2 separate regions of the Sus scrofa genome follow, and region 1 is linked to region 2. A link is a contact called in public HiChIP or PLAC-seq data. All regions are on one chromosome and are shown on one strand. Each heading gives the region's core, a stretch centred on a gene start, on an enhancer-like site or on the middle of the called end of the contact. The rest is flanking DNA. Distances are from core to core; before and after follow the strand shown. Region 1 overlaps LOC106505250 (a long non-coding RNA gene). Region 2 overlaps LOC106505250 (a long non-coding RNA gene).

Region 1 (2,700 bases), core at 121-2,620, 93 kb before region 2:
GCTACAGGCTTTTTCAAAGGTTCATAAAAACACGTTTTACTTATTATTTCTGTTTCCATCAAACCATAGACTAAAGTTTATGGTGCTTTATCTGAACATGCTTCTTCATGGAGCCTGTAGGATGTGTTCCCTTTTCAGACAGAAGCCTCTGAGAGTTCGTATTATACATTCGGTATATTTAAGAAACAGAAGCCTCTGAGAGTTCGTATTATACATTCGGTATATTTAAGAAAACAAGGTGCCTCTGAAAGGCATTCCCTCCTGCCAAATATACGGCGCTTGCAGGACAGAAATGCAACGCCTCTGTTTCCCGGGCTGAAGAGTCCAGACGGAGCACTGAGTGTTCTGAGGCTGGTACAGAGCGTTCAGTCAGGGAGCATTCTGGACACTTTGCTGGGCCTACCCCATTTTTACATTTTTACTGCATTTCTGTTCTTTGGCTCCTTAGCCTGTGTGCATCTTGCCGCCGAGATCTCTGATGCACCCAGCCGGAAATCCCTCACCTGGAGAGAGAGAGAGAGAGAGAGAGAGAGAGAGAGAGAGAGAGTGTGTGTGTGTGTGTGTGTGTGTGTGTGTGTGTGTGTGTGTCTGTGTGTGTCTGTGTGTCTGTGTGTCTGTGTGTCTGTGTGTTTGCGCGAGCGCGCTGGAAAAGCACCCCCAGATGACTGAAATTGAACATCTGAAACGGCTGGGAACTCGAGGGAGCTGGCGTCCGCCAGGGGGAGCCGGGGTCCCCGACGGGGGACCGGGCGGGGGGCCCGGGGCATCCGCACGGAGCGCACGGGCCGCTTTAAGAGGGGACTCGGGCTGCGGGGACCAGGCCGGCTGTCCCTGTCCCGCCCGGCAGCCGCCGCAGCGGGGCGGGCAGCCGCGGGCAGGGCGCTGGGCGAACGGGTCACAGAGTCACTAATGCGCCGCGCGGCCGCGGGGCCGGAGCCGCGGGCGGCGGAAACGGCCCGGCCAGAGATTGATCGCAGCGGGAAAGGACTGAGTCGGCGCTGCGGTTCCCGGGAGTCGGGCTCCTGGCGGCGGTGCCCTTTCCTCCCGCACCCGCTGCAGCCATCCTGCTTCTGTGCCTTCAAAAGTGACGTCCCTAAATGTCCAGCCAAAGGCCTCTGTCCTCCTAGGAGATCTCTTGAAAGCCAAGGTCACCGGAAGCAATTTTCTGAAGTTGGCTTTTATGCCGGGCGTCCACGGGGCACTGCGGGGGGCGGGGGGGGGCCTAAATGCCTGCTCCCGCCTAACCAGCCCCTCTCCCCACCTCTCCAAGAAGAGGGGCGAAGTCGGGGTTCCGCAGGCAAGTCTGGGGATGCTGGTGTGCACCTTCGGCTCAGGTGTGGCTGGTGGGTGTGTCCTGAGCAGGTCCGAGCCAGATGCCCTGCTGAACCTCAGTTTCCAGGCAACCCCATCACCCTCACTTTACAGCGGACAAGATCGGGGCTCAGAGAGGCGCAGTAAACTTGCCAAGCTTGCTCACCCAGCTGTGGCAGAGGCCTATCTGACCCCCAACTGCCCGCTGAGGGAGGGTCTGGATTCTCCTAAACCCCCACCAGGAAGCCACTTCCGGGAGAGGCTTAAGTCTTACCACGTTCCCTACTGATAGGAGGGAGGAGTGGACAAAGGAAGTTGCCAAAGCTACTGCCCAACCTTTCCGGGTTCAGAACTCATTATGTAGAAAACGCAGAGACACGAAGCTGGCATAGGTCACTCTTACCAGCAATGGGGCCGGTTTCCTCTGGTGTTGTTTGCCCAGCTTGTGGGAGGAAAAAATGTAGGGGCTGTAGTTTGCTGTGGCCACATAACAAAACACTGCAGACGGGGCTCTGTGTGTGTGTGTGTGTGTGCTTAAACAAGAGAAACATATTGTCTCACAGCTCTGGAGTCTGGAAGTTCAAGATCAAAGCGCTGGCAGGTTAGTTTCTTCTGAGGCCTCTCCCCTTTGCCTGGTGGGTGACTGCCTTCTCATCCTCATAGGGTCTCCCCACTACCACCGCCCCCCGTCCCCCTACCTGCATAGTCTGTGTCTAAATTTCCTCTTCTCATAAGGACACCAGTCAGATTTGACTAGGGTCTACCTTAAAGACTTCCTTTTCACTTAATTGTCTCATCTCCAAAATGGTGACCTTCTGAGACACAGGGGGCTAGGATTTATTTGAATTTGGGGCACAATTCAGCCCATTACAGGGACTTAAATAAGTCTTTGCTGTACGAGGCCTGGCCCTGCAAACTCCGTATGTGCATATGCAAATCAGTCACCTTTTTATGTGTCCACACAGGCATGGTTCCCCAAAACAAGAAGGCCGTGAGAAAATTGCCCAAATACTCGGTACTCTCTTGCCTCTTCCTTGTTTTTAAGAGTCACGAGTCTTTGGTTTGGCTCAAGCGAAATCATGTGTGAAATCCAATAAATGGGAAGTCTTTATTGCTCAACCACTTTTGAAAAATGTCTGTCACAGAGGCCATTTTTTTCCCTCCATCAAGTCTCATGATTTTCTATGAAACCAGCTCATTGTGAGAAAAGGCAGCTTTAAGAAGTGGGATAGAGGGTGTAGTACCGGCTGTCGGACGCTAGGTGGAGCCCCGGGCAGAGGCAGGGACGAGACAAAATGTCTGCAGACACAGCCCAGGCTCTAGATTGGCTTAGAATGAAAAAACAATTCAGTCTCTTTTGAAGTTGGCTCTCTTCAATCAATGAGACAC
Region 2 (2,700 bases), core at 98-2,597:
TGCTCCACCTGCATGCTTCAGCTGAGAGCCCACAGCTGAGGGTCCCTCCTGCCACTTTCACTGATCAGAAATGCAGCCTTGCCCCGTCTGTCCATCACGTCCCATCATCCGTCCCTGGAGAGCAGGGACCGTGCATTTGTGAGGTGAGAGGGACAGCATCTGGGGATGCATAACACATTCTTCCTCCGGGCCACAGAAGCCCTTCAGGGCAGCTCCTGCGGAGCTCGTTAAAGCCTCTTAAAATCTTGGCGCAGGAGCTGACTCCCGCACTGTGTGTGGTCCATTCAGACCCGCCAGATCTTGGTCAGCGCTGGGTCTTTCTCACCTTCTCAGTGCTGTGTTTGCATGCTTTGATTTTCGTGCCTACGTGGGTTTGGTAGCTTTGTTTTTATAGGACTGAAGGGCCCTGCTCTGTGACCTGGAGCAATGTCCAGGACCTGGCAGGGCAGTCAGCTTCCTAGAGGTCAGGTTGGGGTAGGCTCAGCAGAGCAGCAAGGGCTGCTGGGAGGGGCAGGTGCAGCGGAATAAAAAGGCGTAAACAGCGGGAGGCAGGTTATCACATCCCTTGTTGACTAGGCTACACCGCCTGTTTCGCCTGTTTCGCCCAGTCCTGGGTGAGTGCTTGTCACCTTAGCATGTCTCCATGCAGCTTTGCCGGAGGTAGGGGGGAAGCTATTCCCAGTTTCTTGACCTAGCATTTTAGAGCTTCTGCCTCTTGACCTAAAAAAAGACTTTCAAGGGTGATAGGGTTTGAACAGATTCGGGGCTTTCTCTGCTCCCAAACCACCTTCCTTTTACTCTCTTTCAGGCTCCACTCAGATGCAGGCTGTGTACACACTTCCTATTTCAAATTCAGGTATTAAGGACAGAGGTTTGACCTTCCCTTCAGTTGCGTGAGCCGTGGGATGCCTGGGACCTTGATAAGGGGGGGTGGGGGGGGGTGGCAGAGGGAGCCTTGTCAGTCTCAGGGTGTCTTTCAAGGCTGGAGAACAGCACTTACGCAGTGTCCCATGAATTTCGGCCCCAGATTATCTGTGACATAGTCTCTAATACATTTTTTTTTTTCTTTTTCTTTTTTGGTCACCCCACAGTGGCATATGGAGCTCCCAGGCCAGGGATCAGACCCAGCCGCAGCTGTGGCCACCTCAGATCCTTAGCCCACTGTGCTGGGCCAAGGCTTGAACCTGCGTCCCAGCACTCCCCAAACACCACCCATCCTGTTGTGCCACAGCAGAACTCCAGTCATTTCTAATATCTTCACATGTGCGCAAATCTGTAAGGACAGGGCAAAGAGTATTTTTCTTTCCTTCCTTCCTCTTTTTCTTTCCTTCCTTCCTTCCTTCCTTCCTGCTTGCTTGCTTGCTATTTAGGGCCACACCCACAGCATATGGAGGTTCCCAAAGCTAGGGGTCTAACTGGAGCTACAGCTGCCGGCCTACGCCAGAGCCATAGCAACACCAGGTTTCAGCCATGTCTGCGACCTTCACCACAGCTCATGGCAATGCCAGATCCTTAACCCACTGGGTGAGGCCAGGGAAGGAACCCGAAACCTCAGGGTTCCTGGTCAGGTTTGTTTCCACTGAGCCACGACGGGAACTCTGTAGTTTTCTTTTCTAACCTCACAGTGCTCAGGAAAGCATTGGGCCTGGAACCGTTACTCAATAAAATAAAGAAAAATAAGGACTTGCTGAATTGTACCACCTTAAATGTGATGCACCTCTGACCGTTTTTAGAGCTTGGCAGGACAGTGTCAGGGCACGAGGAAGGGCTCGCAGCTGTCGGAGGCTGTTGAGAGGGAGACGGAGAGAAAGACAAAAAGCATTTTTTTTTTTTTTTCTTGCTCTGGGATTAGCCCTGAATAGCTGCAGTCCTTGGTTTGTGGTCAACTTAAGCACAATATGTAGAAACAAAAATCTCCGCCTTGCAACATTTCTCCAAGTCACTTATGACTGTTCTTCCTCTCTTCTGCTGGGAGCCTCTTCCACTGCGAGTGAGAGTCTAGTTCCTTCTCCACCCTGGAAGATGGAGCCCAGTGAGCCCTGGACCTGTCTGGAGGGTGCACATTGGGGCTGCCCTCTCACACTCTTCCTCAAGAAAATCCGTCGCATGTCACACATCCTGTTTCTAACAAGATGTCTATTCAGTGCAAGATCCGTCTGCCCTGTGATGGCCTCTGCTCTGCAAAATGGCCTGGGATGTTTACAGCAGACATGCTGCAGAGGAATGGGTAGGGTTGGCGAACAGTCTTAATAAAATTTCCTTCTCCCAGTTATTTCCCCACGGTGTTGAAACCAGAACCTGGTTTGATCTTGTTTTCTCCTGCTATTGATTTTGGGGCTGAGCCGTGTCTTGCTCAGAGAGAATCCCTACTCCCTGGAGTCCTGGTCCACGGTCGGTCTGATTGCTTCCTCACTGGCTGAACTGTACCATTCCAGCAAATCTCACCAGGCCAATAGAACTGCAGTTATCGAACTTTCTCTGCATTCTCCTCGGATGTCTTGGAGTTGTTGGTGATGAAAGAACGGGCTTTTCAAATCTAAGCTGCAGGTCCCCAGCACAGAAGGAGCAGAGTGGAATTACAACCCTCAGGCAGTTTGCATCTGCGTTCTCCAGCAGTAAGCACTTGCCGTTATGAATAATAAAATCCCATCCTTGTAACTTTCTCGCTCTCGGGAATGCAGAACAGCTTGCCAACATATC

Evidence for each region. HiChIP or PLAC-seq counts read pairs in DNA pulled down with a chosen protein or histone mark.
Region 1: an H3K27ac HiChIP or PLAC-seq map of alveolar macrophages shows a contact between it and region 2. The contact joins two enhancer-like sites. A contact is called at or near these places in 2 of 47 Hi-C or Micro-C datasets (blood and skeletal muscle) and 1 of 2 datasets of contacts at active chromatin or transcription factors (alveolar macrophages).

Annotation. Positions count from the first base shown.
Region 1 is chr11:6,930,926-6,933,625 of Sscrofa11.1, reverse strand. The region is part of intron 2 of LOC106505250 (a long non-coding RNA gene); the gene reads left to right. Among named protein-coding and RNA genes, the nearest start is that of KATNAL1, 130 kb to the left of the region's middle. Within about 2 kb of position 1,370, at least 34 of the 83 cell types and tissues checked have an H3K27ac peak or open chromatin away from gene starts, as enhancers often do. A contact at or near this core is called in alveolar macrophages, where this site is marked.
Region 2 is chr11:6,837,803-6,840,502 of Sscrofa11.1, reverse strand. The region is part of intron 4 of LOC106505250 (a long non-coding RNA gene); the gene reads left to right. Among named protein-coding and RNA genes, the nearest start is that of UBL3, 76 kb to the right of the region's middle. Within about 2 kb of position 1,347, at least 6 of the 83 cell types and tissues checked have an H3K27ac peak or open chromatin away from gene starts, as enhancers often do. A contact at or near this core is called in alveolar macrophages, where this site is marked.